Linked DNA regions of Mus musculus: regions 2 and 3 are each linked to region 1. Evidence: chromatin contacts called from public HiChIP or PLAC-seq data. All regions are on one chromosome and are shown on one strand. The core of a region is the stretch at or near the end of the contact, and the rest is flanking DNA. Distances in the headings are between cores, read along the strand shown.

Evidence for each region. HiChIP or PLAC-seq counts read pairs in DNA pulled down with a chosen protein or histone mark.
Region 2: a contact with region 1 is called in an H3K27ac HiChIP or PLAC-seq map of trophoblast stem cells, with 4 times the contacts expected there. The contact joins two enhancer-like sites. A contact is called at or near these places in 1 of 15 datasets of contacts at CTCF or cohesin (large pre-B cells), 6 of 115 datasets of contacts at active chromatin or transcription factors (bone marrow-derived macrophages, craniofacial prominence, embryonic fibroblasts and 3 more) and 1 of 9 other capture datasets (embryonic stem cells).
Region 3: an H3K27ac HiChIP or PLAC-seq map of embryonic fibroblasts shows a contact between it and region 1, with 3 times the contacts expected there. The contact joins the promoter of Sbf2 here to the enhancer-like site in region 1. A contact is called at or near these places in 13 of 39 promoter capture datasets (the 3T3-L1 cell line, the C10 cell line, cranial neural crest and 9 more), 1 of 484 Hi-C or Micro-C datasets (extraembryonic endoderm stem cells), 12 of 115 datasets of contacts at active chromatin or transcription factors (bone marrow-derived macrophages, craniofacial prominence, embryonic basal ganglia and 8 more) and 2 of 9 other capture datasets (adipose tissue and pancreatic islet).

Annotation. Positions count from the first base shown.
Region 1 is chr7:110,400,207-110,404,783 of GRCm38.p6, forward strand. All of the region lies in intron 16 of Sbf2 (SET binding factor 2), which reads right to left. Among named protein-coding and RNA genes, the nearest start is that of Gm32861, 110 kb to the left of the region's middle. Within about 2 kb of position 2,030, at least 19 of the 459 cell types and tissues checked have an H3K27ac peak or open chromatin away from gene starts, as enhancers often do. A contact at or near this core is called in embryonic fibroblasts and trophoblast stem cells, where this site is marked.
Region 2 is chr7:110,643,096-110,647,672 of GRCm38.p6, forward strand. No RefSeq gene overlaps it. Among named protein-coding and RNA genes, the nearest start is that of Gm28863, 14 kb to the left of the region's middle. Within about 2 kb of position 2,461, at least 43 of the 459 cell types and tissues checked have an H3K27ac peak or open chromatin away from gene starts, as enhancers often do. A contact at or near this core is called in trophoblast stem cells, where this site is marked.
Region 3 is chr7:110,612,555-110,617,131 of GRCm38.p6, forward strand. Sbf2 (SET binding factor 2) reads right to left here and starts at 2,366. Exons shown (of 41, transcript NM_177324.2): 1 at 2,153-2,366. The coding sequence starts at 2,207.

The sequences.
Region 1 (4,577 bases), core at 780-3,279:
GTACATCTTTTAGAAAAAAGAAGATAGATAGCACTGGTATTTTTATATCTAAATATGTAAAATATATAGGAATATATGATAAGTACATGTGGCATATATATATGTATGTATATATATATATATATATATATATGTATATATATATACACACACAATAGAATATTATTCTGCCTTAAAAAGGAAGGTACTTCTGACATACGCTGTAACACGGATAGACCTTGAGTCATCATATAAATGGACGTTTGTAGAGTTATACTAATTAGTACAGTTACAGGGCTGCAGGGCATCTGAAGCTCTATTATGGCCTCTGTGGGTACAGGTACCCACATGGTACACATGCATACATACTGGCAAAACATTACTCACATAAAGTAAAAACAAGAACAAGAACAACAACAACAACAACAAGAAGATATAGGTACAGTTTAATAGAAAAGTAGCAAAGAAAATAACTACAAGAACTGAAAAATGGATTACATGAAATTTAGAAGTTTTAATAGGAAAGAAAACGATCAGAAAAATGAACTGTCCATAGGACAGTAGAAAACTTTTGCCAGCCTTATTTTGGACAGGAGGTTCATATTTAGACTGTATAGATAACCAGAATAATTAAAATACCAAAACCAAACTCTCAAACAGAGCAAGGATCAGAAGAGACAGTTTACAAAAGATGGGTTAAGACATTGGGGGGTAGGTGCTGGAGAGATGGCTCAGCAGTTAAGAGCACTGGCTGCTCTTCCAGAGGTTCTGAGTTCAATTCCCAGCAACCACATGGAGGCTTAACAATTGGCTATAACTGTAGTGCCATGGGACTCAATACCCTGTTCTGATGTTCAGACATACACATAGATAAAAGAAACAAACATATGAAGTATTTTAAAAAGTATTCAACATCCACAGCCATTAGAAAAATGCAAATTAAAACTTGAGATTCCATCTCATCCTAGTTAAAATGGTTATTATCAAGTAAATAACAAATGCCGGAAAGGATCCTGGAAAGGATGCAGGGAAAGAGACACCATTATTAAATGTAAACTAGTAAACCACTATGGAAATCAGCCTCCAGGTTTCTCAAAACAGAACAAAGAACAGAACTACCATTAAGACTTAGCTATACTCCTAGGTTTATACCCAAAGTATTCCATACCCACAGACACTTGCAAATTTATCACTACTCTGTTCTCAACAATAAAGAAAAGTAATTAGCCTAAAATGGTCACACACACACACACACACACACACACACAATTTGGCCATGAGGAAAAATAAAATTATGAAATTTGCAAGAAAATTGATGGAACTGAAAAATATTAAGTGAGATGACACAGATGCAGAGAGACAAATAGCACATGTTTTCTCCTAGACATGGATCCTAGCTTCAGCCCATCCCCACATACACCCCCTCCCCTCCACACATGAAGATCCAGAAATAAAAAGGCAAAGACATGAGGGCAGCCATGTTGTTTATGCTAGCTCTATGAGGATTTGTGCTGGAATCTGGATACCTGTTGTATAGATATTAAATTGGACCAAATGATCTTTGGCTTTAGATTAAAAAGAGTTTCAGCTATAAATGGGGTTAAGTGCTGGAACTATTTTAGTTATGTCTTTCTTTCAGGCACACACATGCCAGGAGACAGGAGTGGAGAAGAAGAGAGACAATCTCTGTGAATAATAAAACCAACTGAATGAAAGATGACTTCAGTGCTTACCTTGCATCCACAGGGCCTTGTACCCTAACACCTACCCCACACAAACAGGAAGATGATTTTGAAGCTAAGTCATTATGCTGGAATCACATTTAGATTTTATCTTAAGATATGGTCAGGCCACATAGAGAACCCTGCGCCTTTTTCCTATATGGTATCATGTAGGCCTCCATCATTTCCATAAATCTTATAAAATAATCCAGGGACAGAGCAAAAACTGTTTATCTTTTCCCGCTTGACTATTCTTTACCCCCTTAGGACACTGCTATGTTCAAGAATGTCATCTATGTCCCAGCACATCTGAATTTCTTTAACAGAAATGCTTTGCATGTTTCTGAAGACTGTCATGAGGCCCAAGGCAATAAAGTTCAACAGACTTGAGCTGTAATCTTCTCCCAAGGAAATGGTTGGGATGCCAAGATGCCTTTTGACTTTGACTTCACAGCAGGCCTTCATTTGTAATGATGCTGTCCAAACTTTAAGTGACAACAGCTGTGATATGAAGCTCTACACATTCATTTATAAAAACTTCCCACAAATTAAAAAATTAAAGAACAGTGGATTTCAATCCATGACCAATTAGCAGAGGCCCAGCAACCATAAAACATTTAGATTAGGAAGAGCTATTTATTATTTTACAAAATGTTTACACATTGTAGCGAATGTCTAAAAACTTTTTGCCAGTCAAACACTGATTGCAAAATATAAATATAAAATTCCTCGCAAATCACGTTAGAGACATTAATTAGGGTAAAGATGGAAAACTTCTAAAACAATAAGGCTACAGCTATTGACACAGCGATTGCATTCCAGAACAGTGCAGTTATCTATTGGGAATCAGTTCCCAAAAGCACATTCTGGAGTCCCCTGTGCTGTGGCAACATAACAGGCTTGCAGTTACAAATGTACCAGGCAATTCATGAACTTGCAAGGACTAGCACACTTATGCTTTACTCTCAACTTCAATATGTAATTTACCTTTAATTATTCTGCTACAATTGGAAAGTGAGCCTTGTAATCTTAATTGCCATTCATCTCTAAGCACTTAGTACTTTTATCCTGCATACTTTTTAACTGTTTTGGCCAGCCGTCCTATTTCATAAAACTTTGGAATCTCTTAAAATTGTTATATTTAAACATTTAAAAATGAAAATCAAAGGTATTGTACATTAATGGAGCTAACTATAGAACTTAGACTAGGTAGCTTAGGAAAAAATGAAATATAAAATAGCGGTGAATTATCTGATCAGGTATGGGGGGGCAGGAGAGAAGGTTTGAAGGCTAGCAGAATGAATGAAAATGTGTAACCTCAGGGGTGACAGTAGGGGGACTCTCTAGAAAGTACCAGAGACCTGGGAGGTGAGAGACTCTCAGGACACAAAGGGAGGGACCTCAGGTGAGATGCCTGACAGTGGGGAGAGGGAACTTATTTTAGAGTCCACCTCTGGTAGAAAGACATAGCATCAAGTGGTGATGGGGTTGCCATCCCATAGACAAAAACTCTGATCCAGAATTGTTCCTGTTTAAAAGAACTGCAGGGCCAAAAATGGAGAAGAGACTGAGGGAAAGGTGGTGCAGTGGCCAGCCCAACTTGGGATCATCTTCTCAAGTGGAGGTTCCGCTATTACTGATGTGTCTTACAGACAGGAGCCTAGCATGGCTGTCCTCTGAGAGGCCCAACAAGCAGCTGAGACAGATGCAGATACTTACACCCGACCATTGGACTGAAGTTGGGGACCCCTGTGGTTGAATTAGGGAAAGGCTGGAAGAAGTTGAGGAGGAGGGTAACCCCATAGGAAGATCAGCAGCATAAACTAGCTGATATGAGGCCCCCCAACACATATATGGCAGAAGACTGCCTGGTTTGTCCTCAGTGGGAGATGTGCCTCACTCTGGAGAGACTTGAGGCCCCATGGAGTGAGGGAGGCCTGGCAGGGTGGGGGGTGGGAACATACTCTTAGAGATGGGGTGGGATGGTGGGGTGGTAGGTTGGAGGGGAGGAGGGGAGGAATGAAGAACTGTGGGAGAGCAGACCAGGAAGGGGGCAACGACTGGATTGTAAAAAATTAAAATAAATAAAAGGAAAAAAAATAGCTGTGAATTGTCCAAAGTCTTGAAAATATTTGCATCTTCTACACAGGAACTAAAACCAAACCACCTCTTTATATTACAACATTCTCCTTAAGTCTCAGCTATGATCTGACTATTACAGAATTATAACTAGACTCTCCTGCCAGGCTTGTAAACTTGTCATGGTAGACTCATGAGGTGATGTGGACTGTCTCAATAACCACTCCAGCTCCCCTGCTATGAGCTGTAGCCCAGGGAGTCAGCTTTATTCACTCTATTGTACACTGTACTCATTCCTATCATAACAACATCCCTAGGGAAAGGATTCATTATTTTCTCTGTCATTTACCCACGCTACCCTCAACCCTGTAGCACTTTTATATGCCTATCCTTACAGCTCTTGAAGTACAATGTTAAGAAAAAAAAAGGTGGCAAATACATTTCACTATAGTTTCAGCTTCAGTCACACACACACACACACACACACACACACACACACACACAGAGTCTTAAATTCTTCTCAACCTTAATTTTAATAATGGTTCTTAAATGTTTTAACCTCCCTTCTAGCCCACCACTCACAAGAGGTAGTGGAAAAGAAAGGTTATTATTAGGTCACGGAGGAAGTGGACCTGTTTAGAAATTCTTCTTTGGAGCAAATCCCATCTATGTTAGCAGTTCAGTTAACAGGAGTCAGCAGTGGCAAGTCTATCCACTCAAAAACACTTCACAAAAATACCAGCAGTCCAGTTCAGTAGTGTTGGGATAGCAAACGTGAATCAGCATCGGTGGCATGAT
Region 2 (4,577 bases), core at 1,211-3,710, 240 kb after region 1:
ACGTTCCACCCCCAACTCCAATATTCTAAGGTATTTTATTCAGGGAAAGATGAACATCGAAGAGCCCCAGTAACACAGCCATCTTTTCTAAGCAGTTCCTCTGTATACGTGCTCCCCAGAACGTCCAGTTCTGAAGCTTACAAGACCCAGTTATTTCAAGACGGCACAGCTTGGAAAAAGAGGCCTGGACAGAGAAGACCAGTTAATTTCAAGGCTGCAAAACCCATTCTTTCTCCCGGTAACAGAATGAGAGCAAGGGACATTTGACCCTTCCAAGATGTTTCCTAATGTGAAATACAAGGTATGCACACAATCTTGCTTTCTGACAGATCCTTGAAAAAAAAATCTGGCATCTTAACGATCCCTCTTAAAATACCAAAGATGGGGGCCAGAAGGGAACTTTTCTTTCTGAACAATGACCGAGAAGGGAATTCTAATGAATATTTTGGCACACAGATGTCATTTTCTGGCTCTTTCAGAACCCAAGAGCAGTGGGTCATAATTAAAGCTGCTGATGGCAACTCCAGACAGTCCACCCAAATGTTTTCTCCGTGCTGTCAATTCCCTGCATTAAATGATTTAACATCATGTTTGTGTAGTTGAACATATACACAGAGGGAAATTAAATGCTGATATGAGTTCTGGAGTATTTCTCCAAAAGATATTGTTTATTACATTCAAAGGATTAGTATAATGTTGTCCTTAGCTGATAAATTGACATGACCCTTTCCACGAAGAAAGCTGAGCGGTTCATCCTGAAGATGGCAGAATAAGGTAACATTGCCTGTCTGCTTTCCCCTCCCCTCCTTCCTCTGTCCCACTCTCATTCTCTTTCTTGACAGGATCTTGTGTAGTACAGACTGGCCTTGAGCTCACCATATAGTGGAAGACGACCTTCCAGTTCTCATCTTTCTGCCTCCACATCCCTGGTACTGGAATGGCAAGAATGTGCCACGACTTCGGTAACACCAGGGCACATTGCTGGTGACTGACAGCCTAGGCAGGCATTGAGCCACACTCCCAGCCAGCCCCAAGATTATGTTTTCTGTCGGAAAGTAAACCCAGCTCATACATCTGAAGTTGAAGTCACACATTAAGTCACAGAATATTGTCCCCATCTGCCACACCACCTTTCCGGAGGCTCTCCCAGGAGTGGTGGATGCTGCAAGTTCAGTTATGTAACTTGTAAAGGGCCAAGGCTCAGTTTTCTGTCAACTCAACTTTCAGAAAGAAAACCCACAAGTACATCTGTTTGCAAGATCTGTTAGGATTTTAGGAACCAGATTTCCAATTTTTTTTTCTTTAGTAATTTTTGTTCATTTTACCAAAGAGCAAAATCCTCCATCTTCCCCTTCATCCCTCCCTCCTCCATCTTCCCCTTCATCCGTCCCTCCTCCTCCATCTTCCCCTCCATCCCTCTACCCTCCTCTAAAAGATAAGTGTTTCAGTTTATTTTTTGATGGAAACAGAGCAGCTAAATCCAAGTGTTTCTAAGGAGCCCGACTAGAGCACCATTTTGTAATGAAATAAACTGACAGTTCACAATGCTTGTATTTCATGTGTGAGTGAATGTGTGTGTGTCTCTGTCTGTCTGTCTGCTCGCATGTGAGTGCTGCATGTTTGCATGCCACAGTGTGCATGTAGAGGTCAGAACACAATAGGTGGAAGTTGGTTCTCTCCTTCTTTAATCCTTTGGTTCCCAGGGATTAATTAAACTCAAGTCCTCAAGTTTGGTAGCAAGTAGTCTTATCCACTGAGCTATCTGGCAGGCTCCAGTCCTTACTTACTTGTCCTGCAAAGCAATTCAGCAAAGGACTGGCCTGCAAAATCCAGCACAGCACTATAATGCAAACCTTCCAACTGCAACATGCACACTAGTACTACGTAAGGCAAGGAAGATACAGGGCCAAGTGGGGGAGTGATCATAACTCTGTCAGCCCATGAGCCCAGTGCTACAGCAGCTGCTGGTTGTGATGGGACTTTCTAAGGTCTCTAACTTGCCAGGTACCTCAGCTTTAGGTTCTATTAATTCCCTTTCTCAGCCCCTACATTCTAGCTTTGGATAACATAATGGAGCAAAAACACTGCTGTGGAAACTCACTTGTCAGGCACTCCGCTACTTCACCATGTTCTTTGAGGGCCTCTCCTTTGTGAGGAAGCCGTGAACTAAAATGCCCTGACATTGGGTCACAGGCTATGAAAGATGCATAGCTAGAGCCGGTGTGATCTGGACAATCCTGCCGGCAGTCGCTGCCCTGCTCGGCTCACAGAAACCAGGAAAACTTCTGGCTTTGGACTGGGGCTTTTGGGAGAGTCTCTTTTTAAAATGCACAGAGCCCACTGGAGAGGACTCTACACTACTCACATGACAAAATGGTGGCGAGCCATCTCTAGGCCAGTGGGGTGACTCAGATGTGATTATGCCCCACACTCTGTTCTCATGCCATGCCAAAGAGTGAAAAACTGTAACCCTCTGCTGCCACCTGCTGTTTCCTTTGGAATACATTATTGGAATTAGTCTAGGCATGTGTATCAGTTGATCTTTGCCAAGTGCCTTGAGGAATTTGGGGGCTGTGAAATGTATGTTTACATAGTTCTGTACCAGCAGGTCTGCTGTGTGCTAGAATAAACTGTAGGGTCCCATGGGTGCTTGCTGTCTTTTAAGTTAGTTCAATGGCTGTCTGCCCCATCTAGTAGAATAAGCTTGGTGAGACTCCCTGAACCCAGGGAGGACCTACAGGGCCCTTGAGCAAGATCCAACCCTTAAGAATTTGAGTATCTTCCTCATGGGACAGTGATGCCATATGGGCCATAATTGAAGGCTGGCTCCTGCATAGACTGTTCTCTGAAGGACGTATCAATGGGTAGTATTCCTCGTAAGTACCCCCTGCCCTGCTCCGGAAGTGGAAATGCTCTTCCGAGTAGAGCTGGCCAGCAGGCTTCAGCTCACGTTTACTTGTGACATCATCAGATGTCTTATCTTTGCCTTCTTTGAGGAAGCTGAGGCAGATTGAGGAAGTGGCATCCCCAGGGAAATGAAGATAATACTCTTAGGTGATAGACTCTGAGTTCAGGTTAGATGTAGAGATAATGGTAAAGAGTTAAGAGTCATAAGCTTGGATGGGTCTGACAGGGGCGCTTAGTCATCTGATTGCAGGCACAGAGGACAGACATCACCTGTCTTGACAGTTCTAGAAAGTGGGATTTTCCTCTTTGCTGTCTTCAGGAAGATGCACTCACACGCACACTTCTTTCTGTTATCATCATTGATTTTGGGAATTCTTTAAATAGTGATCTTTTGTTGTTGTTTTGTTTTGTTTTTTTTTTTTTATTGGCAGAGATTAACGAGCCTGTTAGATGGATTTTCATATAAATCTGTTTATTTATTTATTTATTTTTGTTTGTTTGTTTGGCTGGTTGGTTTTTTAAGACAGGGTTTCTCTGTATAGCCCTGGCTGTCCTGGAACTCACTTTGTAGACTAGGCTGGCCTCGAACTCAGAAATCTGCCTGCTTCTGCCTCCCGAGTGCTGGGATTAAAGGCGTGCTCCACCATGCTCAGCTAAATCTGATTTTTTTTAAGTCAAATCTGATAGTTTTTAGATGACATAAAGTATTAAGGAAATGACCCTTGATAGTTTCTCCTATCAGACTGAGCCTGATAAGACCAGGTATACGATGGCTCATTACTCAATGTCTTGCGCCACAGCTCCTACTTAGGCCCACATTTATTGAATGACTGAGCTGATCACCTATGCACTCATCTGCAGAAATCCTGGAGGAGGTAGGGGTGGGGGTGGGGGAAGGGAGGAAGGAGTAGGAGGAAGGCTTCTCAGAATTACTCAGATGAACAGCTCATGGTATACAAAGCATACATACTAGAGTGTGACGAGGAGACAAAAGGTACACTATAGAGGCTTCAAAATACAGATGCATTGCTTTTAGAGTAAGTATGGCTCTTGATAAATTCACAAAAACTCATAACACGCAAAATTCCTTCCACCCGTGTCTTGCCCTGTTACTGTGGTTCACAAGCTTGTGTTGTGTTTATGTTTCATGCATTTTCTTGTTTATGTCCAGTTGTTCTTCTCTAGGGTTGTGTAAAGGCTTTGGGAATGTTCTAGCCTGGCTCAGCCATGGCAAGAGGCCAGCCACTAAAGCAATATTTCCTCTTGGGGGGCTGATGTGATCTCAGCAATGGAAAGTGAGGGGACCCAAGACAGGAAAACCCTTGCAGGTCTGGGGTAATGGTTTCAGCTTTTCCTTCCTCTCGGGATACTCATGACAGCTCTTAGTTCTAGAAGATCCTGGGTCATTTCACTTCTCATCTTCAGGCAGGGAACAACTGTTTAGTGAATAATAAGCTAAATGCTTCCTGGGATTGCTTGGAGATCTGTGGGAGCCCACCCACCATCTCTTGTATCTGCTGTGTTCTTGCTCACCCCAGAAGACTCAGCCTATGCTCCAAGTTCCTGCCAGAAAGTTCTACCTGCTCCTTCACCCTGAGTTGGTGGAGAGAGAGGGGATAGCAACTGCTGAGAGAACTCCAGATGATCAGAAGGTTGGACAACCGATTGGC
Region 3 (4,577 bases), core at 1,116-3,615, 210 kb after region 1:
AAGTAACTGACCTATAACCATCAAAGGTGACAAGACCATGAAGAAGAGGAAGGAACTGATCCATACTGAGAGACTAAAAAGATAATGAAACGCTGCAGCACTTAACTGTACTACTTTCACCAATTATGAAATTAATAGCATAATCAACAAAACCCAAATTAAGTAAAATACTGGGTCAGCATGAATTTTCTATTTTGTAAAGAATTAGTTATCTATTTTATGTATGTGAGTGCACTATAGCTGTCTTCAGACACACCAGAAGAGGGTATCAGATCCCTTTACAGATGGTTGTGAGCCACTATGTGGTTGCTGGGAATTGAACTCAGGACCTCTGAAGAGCAGCCAGGGCTCTTGACCTCTGGGCCATCTCTCCAGTCCTGAATTTCCTATTTTGACAACTGTACTGCCATTGTGTAGACCAATGTTCCTGTTTGTATAAAATTCACGATAAACCATTCTGAGTGAAGGAGCATAAGGGCAGTAGCTTCCTCTTAAAATGTCCGAAAAATAAAATAACAATAATTATGTATCATACTTACAACTTTTTCAAGTTTGTTACTGTTTCAAAATTGTTGTGGGTGTGGGAGGAGGACAAATATCTGTGAGTTCAAGGCCAGCCTGGTCTACATAGGAATTCCAGGACAGTCAGGGCTCTGTAGAGAAACCCTATCTTGGGGGGCGGGGGGGGGGGGGGCACACAAGATAAAATTGTTGTGGGTGAAGAACAATGTAACTAAAAATGGAACAAGGTGAAAAACAAAACTGATTCTGCACACTGGCAATCTTACCAGACTGACAGACTATGTCACCTTGGTAAGAGACTCAAAATTTTCTAAGAAAGGACAGGGCATTTTGGAGCAGCCAGAAGATTCTCCAAATACAGCCCGACGTCTTCTCCTTTTATTTATTGTGTGTCTTCATGGTGGGAGTGGGCATGCATGCCAGGGCACACCCAGGAAGGTCAGAGGACAACTGTGGGCAATCAGTTCTTGCCTGGCACCTTTTCATGGCTCAGGTCTCCAGGCTTGCCCAGCAAGAGCCTGCTTCTCCTAATTGACCTCAATTAGGTAGTGGTGAGAAAAGAATGTGAAGGCTCCCATCTCTGAAATAAATCCTTAGGGATAAATAATAAAAAGAGGTGGGCAGAACAATGGTATGCTGGTGCAACGACTAACATCAGCAAAGCACAACCTAAGCACCTCGGGGACATGGAAGGGGGTGGAGCGCTGGTATCTAAAATCCCTTGCAACTGCGAGACTGTAGCTTCCCCTGCTCTACAATAACCTTGTTAGCACATCCCGCTTATCTATAAACAGCAACACAAAGAGATACAATTACGAAAATGAACGTGCATGAGCCCTGTATACTTCTGGTTGTGCTAGTCCACCGAAGTGTAAAAAGCAACCTATCTGCCAAACTGTTCCTTGTGAAAAATTCTCGGCCGAGAAAAACCAGAGAACAATCAAAACACGTGAGAGCTAAGTGAGAGAGAGCACCTGCAGTGGTCGGCCGGCTCTCTTTGCTTAGCAGAGTCCTTTCATTCTGGAATGCCGACACATACGTCCTGAAACAATTTTCCTAGAAATGTTTCAAAGTGCTCGGATCCTTTGACCTATCCAAGTACCCGGCGTTCGGCCGGGATGTCCAGCCTCCCCCTCCCCCCACACACACCCCGGGCCGGCGGGAGGCAGCGCAGGACTCTCGGCACTTCCTTTCCGGGAGGACTGCCCCCAGCGTCACTCCTATTCAGGATGCAGGACACAGTGTATCCCTAGGAGCCTCGTACAGTGTGCTCCCGCCCTCCCAACTCCACAGGCACGAGGGCGCGGTCCCGGGTGCCAGCCGCCTCCGCAGAAGCGCGTGGCGGCGCGCGGGCAGGCTCGCCACCGGTCCGGCCCGCCAGTCCCCGGCCGCACCGCCGCGGCCTAGCCCCGCTACCGCCGTCCGACGGTTCCCTCACACACGCCCACCGCAGCCAGGCTCGGCCCCGCCGCGAAGGCCGACACCAGTCGACCCGCAGCTCCTCCACCGCGGGACCCGGCCCGCCCGCCTCCCCGCCTCCCAGCCGCGACGCCCGGCCCCGCCGAGCCCACTGGACGGCTGCCGGGGGCGGAGGCGAAGCCCGGGGGCGGCGCCCGCCCCACACCCTTACCTGGCTTCTCGTGGTCGTAGCCTACCACAATGAAGTAGTCGGCCAGCCGGGCCATGACCGCCGCCGCCGCGCCCGGGAAGCGGGTTCCCGTCGCCGCCCTCGCCGCCGCCGCCGCCCACCCGGCCCGGGCGAGCTCAGCATTTTCCCTTCGGCGGCTGTAGCGGTAGCAGCGGCGCTTCAGCCATGTTTGACAACCGAGGCGCTCACTGCGCCTGCGCCGCGCCTCGCGCCCGCCCCTCCCCCGCCCCACCCGAAAGGGCTCGACGACCCAGTGCCCGGCGTCCGCGAACCCACGCGGCGCCCGGAGGCCGCTCGGACACGCGGCTCGCGAGGTGGGCGGCCCGGCGCGGCCTGGCCTCGCGCCGCCACCGAGGCCGGGCGCTTAGAGGCCCAGCTGCTGCCTCAACGCCCCCCACCCCCGCCCGGTTCTTTATTTTCCTGGAGCAGGGGTCCTTCCTTCCGCCATCTCCCTTTTGCAGTCGGGGGGAAAAGGGGATGGAGGGGTGCGGGGTCACTTGGAAAGTTTGTTCTTTGGTGCCGCTTGCTGCCACCGGCAGCACGGATGAAATTCTCCCGCCCTCGGCTGGAAGCTTGGAATTTGCACCGCCAAGGCTTTTTGCTGCACGTTTCCTGTTTATGTTGTGCAGATGGGAATTTTAGAAACATGCCACCAAGCAGGCGGGGGAGGAAAAGACTTGCGCAATCTTCAGAGGCGCCTCTGGTTTCGGGGCTGCCTGGGCTGGGGGCGGTCAGCTTGGGCTTTCCTCTGAGTGCCCCAGGGAGTTATTCCACCTAGGAACAGGGGCATCCCCGGGATCCTCCTAAAATGGGCCGGTCTCTCCCCGGGGAGCCCCGCCCGCCTGACTTTCACTGCCTTTTTCACTGTCTCAGGACTTTTCAGGCTGAAGCAGGTGTTAACTTCAAGTTGCTCTACTGCAAACACTCCACAGAATTCATAGGGCACTTTGAGAGCCTAGAGAGCATTCAAGTCGATTGCGTTTTTAAGAAATATCTCCTACCGATGTTTTCTAATTTGGCTGGCACACTTGGATTTGTCACTTTTTTTTTTTAACTTTGTTACTTCTTAATGATCATGAAATTTTAGTAGTAGTGTATGTATTTGAACTATGAAGTTTTCAGAACCTATGGTTTAGAAGTGATCGTGAAGCCATCGTTCACTGAGGGTTTGATCCTTCTATAGATTGTACGTAGTAGGTTCTAACGTGCCTAGTGCAACACACGCCCTCTGCCAAAGACCAGCAGAAAGCTAGTGCCTGGAGCTGTGAACTCAGAGTCCAAAGGGTCATAGTCTCAGCTGCTCTGACTAATTCTCTCTTCTGGGCCAGCGTTCCCCTTTCCCGCTTCCGCGTTGGAAATTGAACTTAGGGCCTCCTACATGCTGGGCAAGCCTGCTACCGTTAAACTATATCGACAGCAAAAGGCCAGACCTTTCAGCAGGTCTGAGAGGGTTGGGCTATGCTAGAAGAATTGAAAGGGAAGGGGTACTTTACCTCGGGACCTCCTTTGTAATCAGCTTCTAGTCAGACGGAATCAGCATACCTGCAGTGATGAAAACTAGGTTAGTTTTCAAAATAATGAAAGCAAACAAAACAACCTGCCACACCTCATAGAGAAAATTTCCAGGTAACTTCCCTGGGAGCTCTTCCTCCACTTTTTCAGTAAAGAGTAATCTCACTTCCTCTACAGACTGCCATTCCAGTGCTTAACAGCCATGGTAGAAAGTCCTTCCCTATTCTGTCGGCGGCGTTGTCCTCCTGGAACTGCCTTGATTACAGCTGGTAGGGGATGGATTCCATATAAATTATTATTGTGGGGATTTGTTCCCTCAATTTTACTTTTTTTTTTTTTAATTTGGGATAAGGTCTGGGAAGATGATTCAGCAGTTGAGAGACCTGTGCTGCCTGCCCTTCCAGGGGACTGGAATTGATTCCCAGCAGCCACAGGGACAGTTCACAACCATGTGTGACTCCATTTGCACAGGATCCAATACCTTCTGGCTTCCTCCAGCAGCAGGCATGCATGTGGCACACAAACATCCAAGCATCCATACACATAAAATATTAAAAATATTTAATACCTTGTGGACAATGACTACATCTGTCTAGTTTCAAACATTTTCTTCACCCAAAATCCATTAAACAGACATAACTATTTCTCTCTCTAGGTCCTGGCTATAACACCATTACTTTCTGATTCTATAAGTTTGCCCATTGTAAGATACTTCCTATAACTTGAATTATAAAGTATATGCCATTTTGTGTCTAAGAATCCTGCTTGCTTTATTGTTTCCTAGTTCTAACCCTACTTTATTGTCAGTACTGCCTAGAGTTACATTGGAGCTTCAGTGCTACATTCCCCTTACTGCTAAATAACCCTGCACTGTCTGTGTGACCATGTTTTGCCT